Regions from separate parts of the Ovis aries genome. Here region 2 is linked to region 1. A link is a contact called in public Hi-C data. All regions are on one chromosome and are shown on one strand. Each heading gives the region's core, a stretch centred on a gene start, on an enhancer-like site or on the middle of the called end of the contact. The rest is flanking DNA. Distances are from core to core; before and after follow the strand shown. Region 1 overlaps LOC105612144 (a long non-coding RNA gene). Region 2 holds the start of GJA1 (gap junction protein alpha 1).

What was found. Hi-C and Micro-C count contacts between places; a contact is called where the count stands out from the background.
Region 2: a contact with region 1 is called in a Hi-C map of tail adipose tissue, with 3 times the contacts expected there. The contact joins the promoter of GJA1 here to the enhancer-like site in region 1. A contact is called at or near these places in 2 of 16 Hi-C or Micro-C datasets (omental adipose tissue and tail adipose tissue).

What each region holds. Positions count from the first base shown.
Region 1 is chr8:16,839,856-16,845,033 of ARS-UI_Ramb_v3.0, reverse strand. LOC105612144 (a long non-coding RNA gene) reads left to right here. Exons shown (of 4, transcript XR_003590207.3): 4 at 3,678-5,178. Among named protein-coding and RNA genes, the nearest start is that of GJA1, 190 kb to the left of the region's middle. Within about 2 kb of position 2,598, at least 2 of the 54 cell types and tissues checked have an H3K27ac peak or open chromatin away from gene starts, as enhancers often do. A contact at or near this core is called in tail adipose tissue, where this site is marked.
Region 2 is chr8:17,032,231-17,037,408 of ARS-UI_Ramb_v3.0, reverse strand. It overlaps GJA1 (gap junction protein alpha 1), which reads left to right and starts at 3,040. Exons shown (of 2, transcript XM_004011159.5): 1 at 3,040-3,229.

The DNA of each region.
Region 1 (5,178 bases), core at 1,349-3,848:
AAAATTGATAGTATATTTTAATTTCATGCTATCCTTCATGGTCTGATGCAAAATATTCTGAAAATGTTGCCATCTCTCAGTTTTGAAGATGGTAGTTATTTCTTCATTCTGTTGCATGGTCTTGAGTAGCTTTCTTCAACAGTGGTGACAGAAGTTTTTCTCTCACAGGTTTTCCTTTGATATTTTTTATTTATTAAAGAGTTGGGGGAAACAAAAACCCTTACCCATTGAAGCATACACACTAGAGAGTAGAAACATAAATAAATAAATAAAATACATAATATGGCAGATGATGATAAATACTGTTGGGAATCATAAGAGATATAGTTTTAACACAAATAATTTATCAATCTATGTATTTGAACAATATTTAAAGTCTCATGGGCGCAATGACTAAGGAGTGGCTTCTCTTGTGGCGAGGGCAGGAAAGATCTTGGATAGAAAATACTGGACCAAGATCTTAAAGGATAAATGGAAATTTGCTAAAGGACAAGAAGGGAGAGGGCTAAATCTTGGGAGAGTATTCTAGGACAGATTAATAGTGAGAATGAATGATTCCCAAGCTCTACTAAAAAGATTTTGGTTCTGGAGTCTTGCAATTTGTACTTTATAAAGCCCCACAGATTACTTCAGTGTGCTCTAAAAACTGAAATCCTGTAACAGAAACAGGTACTGCTTATGGAAAAGGGGGCTTCCCAGGTGGCGCTAGTGGTAAAGAACCTGCTTGCCAATGCAGGAGACATAAGAGACACAGGTTCAGTCCCTGGGTCTGGGAGATCCCTGGAGGAGGACATGGCAACCCACTCCAGTCTTCTTGCCTGGAGAATCCAGGAGAGAGGACAGAGGAGCCTGGCGGTCTACAGTCCATGGGGTTGCAAAGAATTGGATACTACTGAAGTGACTTAGCACGCGAACGTGGAAATAGGCAAGTAGCTGGAAGTACAACCTGTTGTTAAGCAAGGTAGAGGCTTTATAACAAGATCAAGATTTTGAAATTTGTTATGTAGACACATGGGAGCCCAGAGGCTTTTAATCATGGGAGTTACATGAGTGGTGATATCTGAATTTTAAGAAAATAACTAAGATGATGTGTTTAGGTAAGAGGAAGAAGGGAGATGCTAGAGGCAGGGAGACCAGGTAGGCTACCCTCATAATTTAAATGAAAGTTGGTGAAATCTGCCATAGGTCCCTGGAACTTGCCATAGAGGGATATTTGGAGGGAGACTAGACAGAGCTTAGTGCTGTGATATGAGTGAGAAGGACTCCAGATTTCCTGGATTTCTGAGCCATTGACAGACTTAGAATGAGTAGAAGAAACAGGTTGGTGTGGTTAGAGAGGATGCATCAACTTGCAGCTTTTCAAGAGCCCAAGGGACACAAACATGGATTTATCCAGAAGACAAAGGAAAATACAACCTTGAAGGCTTGAACAAAGTTTGGTGACTAGAAAATAAAGATTTTGAACCCATTACCTTACGAGTGGTATTTTGGAGCCCTGGGTCTTGGACTTGTTGGGAAAAGGTACTGATGTCCATGGAAGATGCTGAGTGAAACAGAAGAAAATATGAGCTGCATTTAAGAAATGTTCAGAGGAGGACGAGGTAATGAAAGTCATTCATTCTTTTATGCCAAGATGTTTAGAAATTCTTCCAAGATAGAGCAGTGTCTGTTGCTTCCTTTGTACCTAATTTCCAAAGCATTAGTACAGAACATACAGCAGGTATTTAACACTTGTTTTCTGCATTGATGACCTCCTGACATGTGTAAGAATCAATCTTTTGCCTATTAGCAATATTTCTGAAGTCTAAATGAAGGACTTAGAGCCTACTATAAAATACCAATGTTATTATTGATGAGTCAAAAAAAAGTATATCAAAACTGATCTTCTTGAGTAGTTTATTTTTCAGTGTTATAGCTCAACCTAAAATCCAGTTAATAAAAAAAAAACAAAACTTCAGGCATAAACTACTCACATGAATTTTCCAAGTGGTTTAAGAATCATATGTTGACAAAACTAACACAGCATTGTATTAGTGAATCAACTCTACTTCAATAAAAAATAGATGAAAAATTATACATTAACATTTCTATAGATATTTTACTCTTTTTTGCTAAAATTTTGGGATTGTTTTTTCCTCACAATAAAACATTAGTCCTAACCATTTTAAACATTTAAAAATGTATATGATACCATTTACATGGTTCTTGACAAGTATTAATGACATTTCAAAAGTCAAACCATCAACTATTTAATATCTTTCTAAGAAAATGATAGTATTTTGACAAAGTGATTCTTACAGCCACATGTCACTTATTTTTAACAGTTAGGCTAATTGAATGAAAGGCAACACTCAAAAATTGTAAGCTGTATGATCATTGTCTCATCAGATCATCCGGTAAACCAGAATAAACAAAAAACCAAAATTTTTCATAGATTATTAAGTGAAAGGAGGAAAACTAAAATCAGTTATAGGAAGGATCAACAATGGTGACTCATATGGCAGCTGGATGACCTTCAGACCAAGAAGACATGCAGATGTGTTGAAAGAGAAGAAGAAGAAAAGCACAGTATTTATTGGATATGGTGGCATCTTGCAGGATTCAGGCTCATAATTTCCTAAATGACTCAGTGGCATTGCACAACTGATGCTTTGCAAAAACCAGTTACTTAAGACAACTCCAAAATTACTAAATGTTGTTTTACTGGCCTGTGTTGTTAAAAGCATTCTCCACTTTACCCAAACAGACACCAGAATGGTGTATTTACCTGCTAGATCAACTAATCTCTATTTCATTAAAAATACTTTAAGAGCCTTTACCACACACATTGGTCATTTTAATTTTCTCCATAGGTCTAAATAATTGTAGAAGTCAGAGTCATTAACCCTTCAGTATTTCCTTTGTTATTCTGAGCTTCTTCAAGGGATGTTTTAGGCATGTGTTGAAAATAAATTTCAGCCAAATAGTTTTTATTCAGGTAGAGGCAAAAGGTATGGGGGACTTTAAAAAAAAATTAGAGCAAAACTGTTGTAATCTCCGAAAACAAAAACTTCAGTTTGGAAAAGTGGATTCTTTTTCAATTTACAGTATAAAAACAATCTTGAAAAAATAAATACTGTGGCTTACACAAGTTTCCACCTCTAAGATTGTTCTTCACAGAAAACCAAGCCACAAGAATATGTAAGAATTGATAGGGGGCAGGATTCTGATAGATATTTGTTTGATCAATTCATTCATTCTTGTTCACAACTATATAAATAATTTTATCAGGAACTAGAATAAAAGACAGTTAACAACTTTACACTCACAAACGGAAGGTTGCTTTTCACTTCCAAGAATTTAGTATTAGGTCAATCTTTATTGTAGTGGATAATTAACAATTTACAGTAAAAAGCATAAATTGTTTTCTGGCATGGGTTTTGCGTTCCTGGGAAAGACGCATACTGACTAGCATCACATCTGTTTACTCATTTATCTTAGCTATGTTAATAAAATTTAGGATGTTGTAACTAGAAGCAAGTGTTTAGTTTGCTAACATGCCTTTAGGAAATATACTATGTTTAGACAGACTTTTTAAAACAATCAGCTTCCGGACCAAACATCTGATAAACTGTAAAGCAAGAATAGATCCTTTAATTTTAGATGGAGTAATGGTGACTTATTTCCTCTCATTGCAGGTCGGTGGTGTCTTTTATCTACGACCAGTGTTGAGCGGGAAGGCACTGCAACCTGGCTTTGTTTGAACTAGGGAATGATGTTCAGAGCACTTCTAATGGGAACTGGCATCACAGCCTCATTTACTTATGAAGCCCTAACTCTTTTCTAATTAGTTTGTATATTACTAAAGGAGATAATTGTCTTTTATTGTATGCCAAAAGCATGATTTGGAAATAACGAATCCTAACATTTAAGTCAGTGTAAGAAATCTGAGTCTATGCCTCTAGTAAGCATTTGGAGATAGGTCTAAAATTTGTATTAGAAAAACATTTTCAAAGAGATATTCATCTCCTTTTTGCTTGTTCTCCCCCTAAATGAACAGAGGGATTTCTAAGATTTGGCTTGGGAAAAATGAACGGACAGTAACATTAGATCATTGCCCCCTGTTGTTTTTGTTTTTTTTTTTCCATTTTCTTCAAATCACCAAAGACTCTTAAATGACATAAATGTTAATTTATGACAACACAGCTATTGTGTTTGGTCACTTATAACAGCCAAATGATTGTGTGAAAATTCTAGCCTCTATTGTTCCTTTATTGGGAAAGTCTTTGAAAACCAAAATGATTTCTATGAACTTCAAAAAGGTGTGATAGCCAATTGTTTGAATGCCTGTGAGAGAATTCTCCCACTTACTCACAGAACAGAGTGTTGTCACGCTGGAAACTCAAATCTACACAGGATGTTACTGCCTGCACACGTGTCTGCTGCTGTGATGTGGGTAGTACAATACCTCCAGGTTTATAAGGAGATCTGTAAACAGGATGCTTGTAACAGCTACGGACACAGTGCCTCTCTTGTTAGAGAGAGAAAGGTTTGAAGGTCTTAATGGCTACATTCTACTGGAGTAAATATGAAAAACATGTTCAAATCCTTTTTCTAAAGATCTTTTATATTTTCTACATATATATTCCAAACACAAAATCCTATTTTAAGTCATAGACATTAATAAGATTATAGAATATTCCTCAAATATTTCAAGCAAAGCACACATAGAAGTTCCTTTTTCTTTTTAAGGGAAGCACTTCATTTTATGATAAATAAAAAATAAAGCACAAAGAGAGATTTGATTTGGATTATTCCTGAATTCTCTTCAGATCAAAGATAATGAGTTTATTATTCTGTGGAGTATACAGAAATGCCTTTTTGATTGATGTAAATGTAAAGTTTTTCTGTATATTAATTTTTCAGGAGTTAAGCTATATCATTATGTCAAGGTATAAACCCTATTTAGTAGGATTTATATTGTTTTGTAAATATAGAGCTTATAACTGTTGGCCCTTCTATCACTTTTGGAAAGATGCAAGCTAAGCAACATATTAATAATTTTCTTTGGTTGGGATAGCTGCTCAGGAAAGCCAGTGGGAGACCTTTTTGACAGTACGCCTATTCTCTCTGAGTTGTCTCTACGATATCCCTTTTCTGTGTGTGCTCAGTCAATATCCTTATTAATAATCAGTGATC
Region 2 (5,178 bases), core at 1,791-4,290, 190 kb before region 1:
CACATTCCTCTCCCTCGTCCTCCCCATTCAATGTCATCAAGTTCTAGGGCTAGAAAGGAAGAGTACCTTCTGGTCCTTTTTTACTCCTAGTCTCCTAATTCAGGTTCCTCGGGTTCTTATAACTCACTCCTGTACCATTACAATATTCTCCTTACTAGTCTTCAATCTATGACAATCAATTGTTTTTTAATGTTCATGCTACTCATTGAAGTGCTAGAGTTGGTGTGAGATAAGCACTTAAAAGCCTTAAAAATTAATCTGTTCATCTCTTAAAATTTCAAAAATTGCTATTTCGAAAACAAAGGTAAAAATTTTAAAAATGCAGTTGGTTTTCACATTAAGAAATACTTCTCATGATTCTAAAAAATAGCATACTCATCACTGTGAAACATGGATAAAACAGAGTCCAAAGCCTGGCTCATCGTGGCGCCTAAAGAACTCTGCAGATGACAGAATTCTCAATGCCTGCCTCTCATCCTTCATAGGGCAGTAAAGCCTAGCAAATCGGGCCACATCCATTTCTTATGCATTGACAAGGCCTGAAAATCAGAGAATATATGGTCCTATAAAGTCAGTGTTTATATTAATGAAACGGTATTTTTGAGAATCTGAGGAAAACATGTTTAAAAGAATCTATCCACAATTTTTGCAAAAGATGCCAATGGAGATAAACTTCTAAGGTCAGATAAATGGGATATTTTATAGAAAATATATTATTGGTCAAAATATAACTCACCAGCACTGCTACAGTATGAAATATAATAGGAATTGCTACTAGACATTTGGAGAAGCTTCCAGGTGTCCATGAAAGATAACTGTGGTCAAGGGTCAGTGGCCTAGCTTTTTCTGAGCACTATTACTCATAGAATCAAATCTTGGTGGTATTATTTCTAAAGAAAAGAGGATCACATAGGATGTCTTCATCTCTTTTATGAATTATTTTTGTGGAAATCACTCTAGAAATAAAGATATAATACAGTCCATATGTTAAGAGAACTTATTTAATTACTGGCTAATGCTATAACTAATCTCTTGGGCTTAGAAAATGGTTCAAGTGATTCTCATGAGTAACTTAATTTGGTATAAAGAGGTTCTTTCTCTTTGCAGTTGGTCACATAAGCAACAGACTGAAAAGAAAAGGAACCAAAACACTTAGAACCAAAACACAATATCCTTTTTTTATACATCTAACAAAACAGAATCAGAAATAAACACAATTTTTCATTAAAAAAAGAGCCAATTGCAATTTTTCTTTGATGTAACTAATTCTGAATTAGCATTTTAAGAAATTTTAAAACATAAAGTGGATGATTTCAGTAATAAGTATACTTGATAAATCCTTTTACAAAAATAAGCCAAATAGTTACATAAATTAAAAGAAGCACAGATTTCTTCTTTTTTAAGAGGGAGGGAAAGCATATTTTCTTAAAATAAAAAGAGTAAATCATATTTTCATGAATGTGTTCTGAATCAAGGAAAGTAATATTTAGTTAGGACAAAACAGACTCATTTGAAAGAAAGGACAATACAAATATAAGACTGAAGCAATAGTCATGGATGACTGATCTTGAAGACTTGAAAATCAGATTATTGTTTCTACTTCTTTGTTCCCTTTATTTAACATAAAGAAAAATGTACCCTTAGAAATAGCATAGTCAGCAAATAAGAGAGCAAAACCGTGTCTTAATGCTACAACATTTCAGAAGGTGTTTTAGTAACACCTATTAAGGTGTTTTATTTTAAGGAAATGAAATTTAGGGGAGGGTATCTATCAGAAAACACTTGCTATCATCTTTTATTCTGATATTCGTACTAGTGACAAAAGAGTAAAGAGTATTAAAGCTGGATCAGTTTGCCTTGTTTCCAGAGAACAATGGCCAATCATTTCCAGAGAATTCCCTGCCCAGCCTCAGGAGCAGCACTGAAGCCAGTTTATGGGAAGTGTCCTACCACAGCCCTCTAGCACGGCACCTGGAGAGTCCTCAAAGAATCTGCCCACTCTAAGATTGAGGCCACATGACTCAGGCTATTATAAATCCTAAGCCAGAGGGCTGAAGAGAGAGGACCCTGGAAGTGGTGGGAAAGCACATAAGAACTGTATGTGGAGCTCTGCTGGCATCAGGCAGAAAACTATCCAGTGGGCTTTAAAAAGGCAGATGGTCTCAAGAAAAGTTGACAGTTTCGGGACCCACTCAATGTCAACTTAATGTGTGTATTTCACAAAAAATAGCCTGCCATTTCACTACAAAAGAGATTTCATTTTTTGTGAGTTGGCACGAATGGGGCTGAAATGGTATAAATTTTCAGTTCCCTGGAGATCTGGTAGAGGTCAGATATCTAGATCTTCATAGTCAAAATGTACTACATATAAAGTAGTTATATCTATCATTTTATAAAAAAATAAGTTGCAGTAAAGAATAAAATTCAAAGCTGTCAAGAGGTTGGGGGGGGCGGATTTGGGATGGGTATATCAGCATGAATTGTTCCTTTTTGAAATTTCTCTCCCATCTCCATTTCCTTTGTTCATTGTCCCTACTTAAACTAAGAAGAAAGGAATTCGCTCGTGAAAGAACTCACTCACACCCACCCACCTTCAACCTCACACACCTTAGTCCAGTAGGAAACAAAGTCTGCCCTGGCTATATTCTTTTCCACCACTTTAACTTACTACAGCACACATATATTACAGTAAGTAAACTTTTAGAAAAGGTTGTATTATTCTAAAACACACTACTTTTTGTTTTAATCCCCGAACTTTTGGTGAGAAAAGCACTAACTGAAACCCATAATTGTATTTGTTAGCAGTGACTTAAGCAGTGGCACTCACGTCTCCACTGCTACTTCGTCTCGTCAGCACATTTGCAGCACAACTTTGTCTGGACCTGGCTACTCCTTCTTTCCCCCACCCGTCCACGTTCTCCGGCCCGCTCTCCACCCCCCTGCCCGCCTTTCCTCTTCTCCTCCCCTTTCTTCTAGCCCCTCCCTCCCTGTTGAGTCAGTGGCTTGAAACTTTTAAAAGCTCTGTGCTCCAAGTAAGAAAAAAGCTTTTACGAGGTATCAGCACTTTTCTTTCATTAGGGGGAAGGAGTGAGGAAAGTACCAAACAGCAGCAGACTTTTAAACTTTAAATAGACAGGTCTGAGTGCCTGGGCTTGCTTTTTCATCTTACTTCATCCTCTGAGGAGTTCAATCACTTGGCTTGCCTACTTCACTTCTTTTAAGAGAAAGAGTAAGTTTTTAAAAGAACTTTACCTAACCGTGTCTTTTTCTAGCAAACTTTTCTAAAGTTTTTAAATGTGTTAAATGTAGCTTTCATATGACACAATAAAGGGAATGATGAACTTGAAAGTGTAGTTTTAAAGTTAAAATTAAACTTACGGTATTTACTCTTTGACTGCTGAAAAGTTTTTCTTTTAATAATGCAACAGGTAAATAAGATTCAGATCTTTCTGATGAGGATAGAGAACTAATTTACTGGATATTTCGTTTTCCATTTTAGACTATAATTTTGCTTTTGGGGGGTGATCAGTAACTGTCTAGGTGCTTTGTAACTTTTGGCGGGGGGAGGGCGAGGTTAGGGGCCTAGGTTGGGGGTTTGACTGACAACAATACAAAAATCAAAGTGCAAATTTGCTTAGCGTGCTTGCTATAGAATTCTACGCTTTGTGCTTTTTCATATGGAAATCTTGATTGATGTTCTATAGCCTTGCAAAGCAAACTTCTTAACAAAGTGCTTTGTTAAGATCTTGCGGTTACTTGACTTCCACGTGGTTCCTTCCTAGAATTTTACCCGGTAAACAAAAGGTATAAAAATCAGAGTTGTGATATTGAGGTTCTTAAAGCCACAGTAAAGGGTTACTTTATGTTAGCAGCACTATGGAAAAATCTTGAGACTCGCAAGAGAGCCACCATTGACTCGACCACGCTGGCAATTCAGGAGGTGAAATCCCTTGAATGGGTGATGGTTACTTACAAAGCATGAACAGAGGGCGAACAGAAGTTTAGGAAAGAGTGTATGCCTGGGTGCTTTTCCAAAAGGTCTCCTAAGGCAGGGGCTCCTAGAAAGAATAGGAATCGAAATTTCTTAAAACAGCCCCTTAGAGGGAGCTCCCCCCACCCCACGCCACCCCACCTTCCGCTTGTCCGATCCTGTAACAAACTTCAGACCTCTGGGGCAACTTTTTTGAGTCGCTGAGTGCTGCCAGCAGGCAAAGATAACGCGGACTTGTTATTTAAAAGGGTTCAATTTCTCATGCTTTTATGGGTAACACACATTCTGTTAGCTAGAAATACAACCTTGTGTTTTCGTGTCCGGTAGGGGTTTTGTCTGATCTAACTCCATAGACTGTTTAGTTTAAATTTTTGGTGTGACCCTGCAGTTTGAAGTATTTGCACCAGAGAAGGTTGAAAAGCAAAGAAAAATAAAAGCTTTGCGGAAGGAGGACGGGGGCCTGGGGCCCGGCGGGCGTAGGGTGCCTCCTGCCATCTTAGCATCCGCCCGGCTCGCCCGGGGCTCCTGAGCTGTCTGAGCCCTGGCGATTTGCAAAGGTTTGCTCAGAGGAGTCCTTCCGATCCTCTCTAGTCTAACCCGGCGCAGGTCCGAGTTCCGCCACTGGGAAGGAAGAGGGAGGGGGAGAGCGGCAGAGTGCTGGGGACTGGGGGTGGGCGGGGGCGGGGGGGGGCTATGGACTGTGTGCCAAATAGTAAAAAGAGGAGCGAATGATTAATTGAATTAACTGTATCAATCTAATTTCCCCTCCAACACCACCCCCACCCCCCGCAGTCTTTTTTTTTTCTTTTGAACTTGCTGAATCCTACTGTATAAACCGTAAGGAAACCTGAGTGCCTTGGGAATTACCTACCGTACCTAAATGGCACTTCAAACTCGTCTGTAAGTTCTCGAAACTTCTCAAGAATGGGGGTGGAGTGGGGAGAGCGGAGGAAGCCCCATCATGAGATGAGTAAAGTGCTAATGACGTGTCCGGAGGCAAATCAGTTCCAGAATTCGGGAACTCAAATCTTCCCTGGTTCCTAGCAGCGGCTCGCCCACCCTATTCTTTTGGCTAGTCATCCAAATATTTACAGAGCATCTCTGATAAAGCTTATCAAAAGTTCTCCTTAACCAACCTCATCCTCAGCCTAGGGCGTGCCTATTTTTCCTCTCTAGGAGTACAAAGT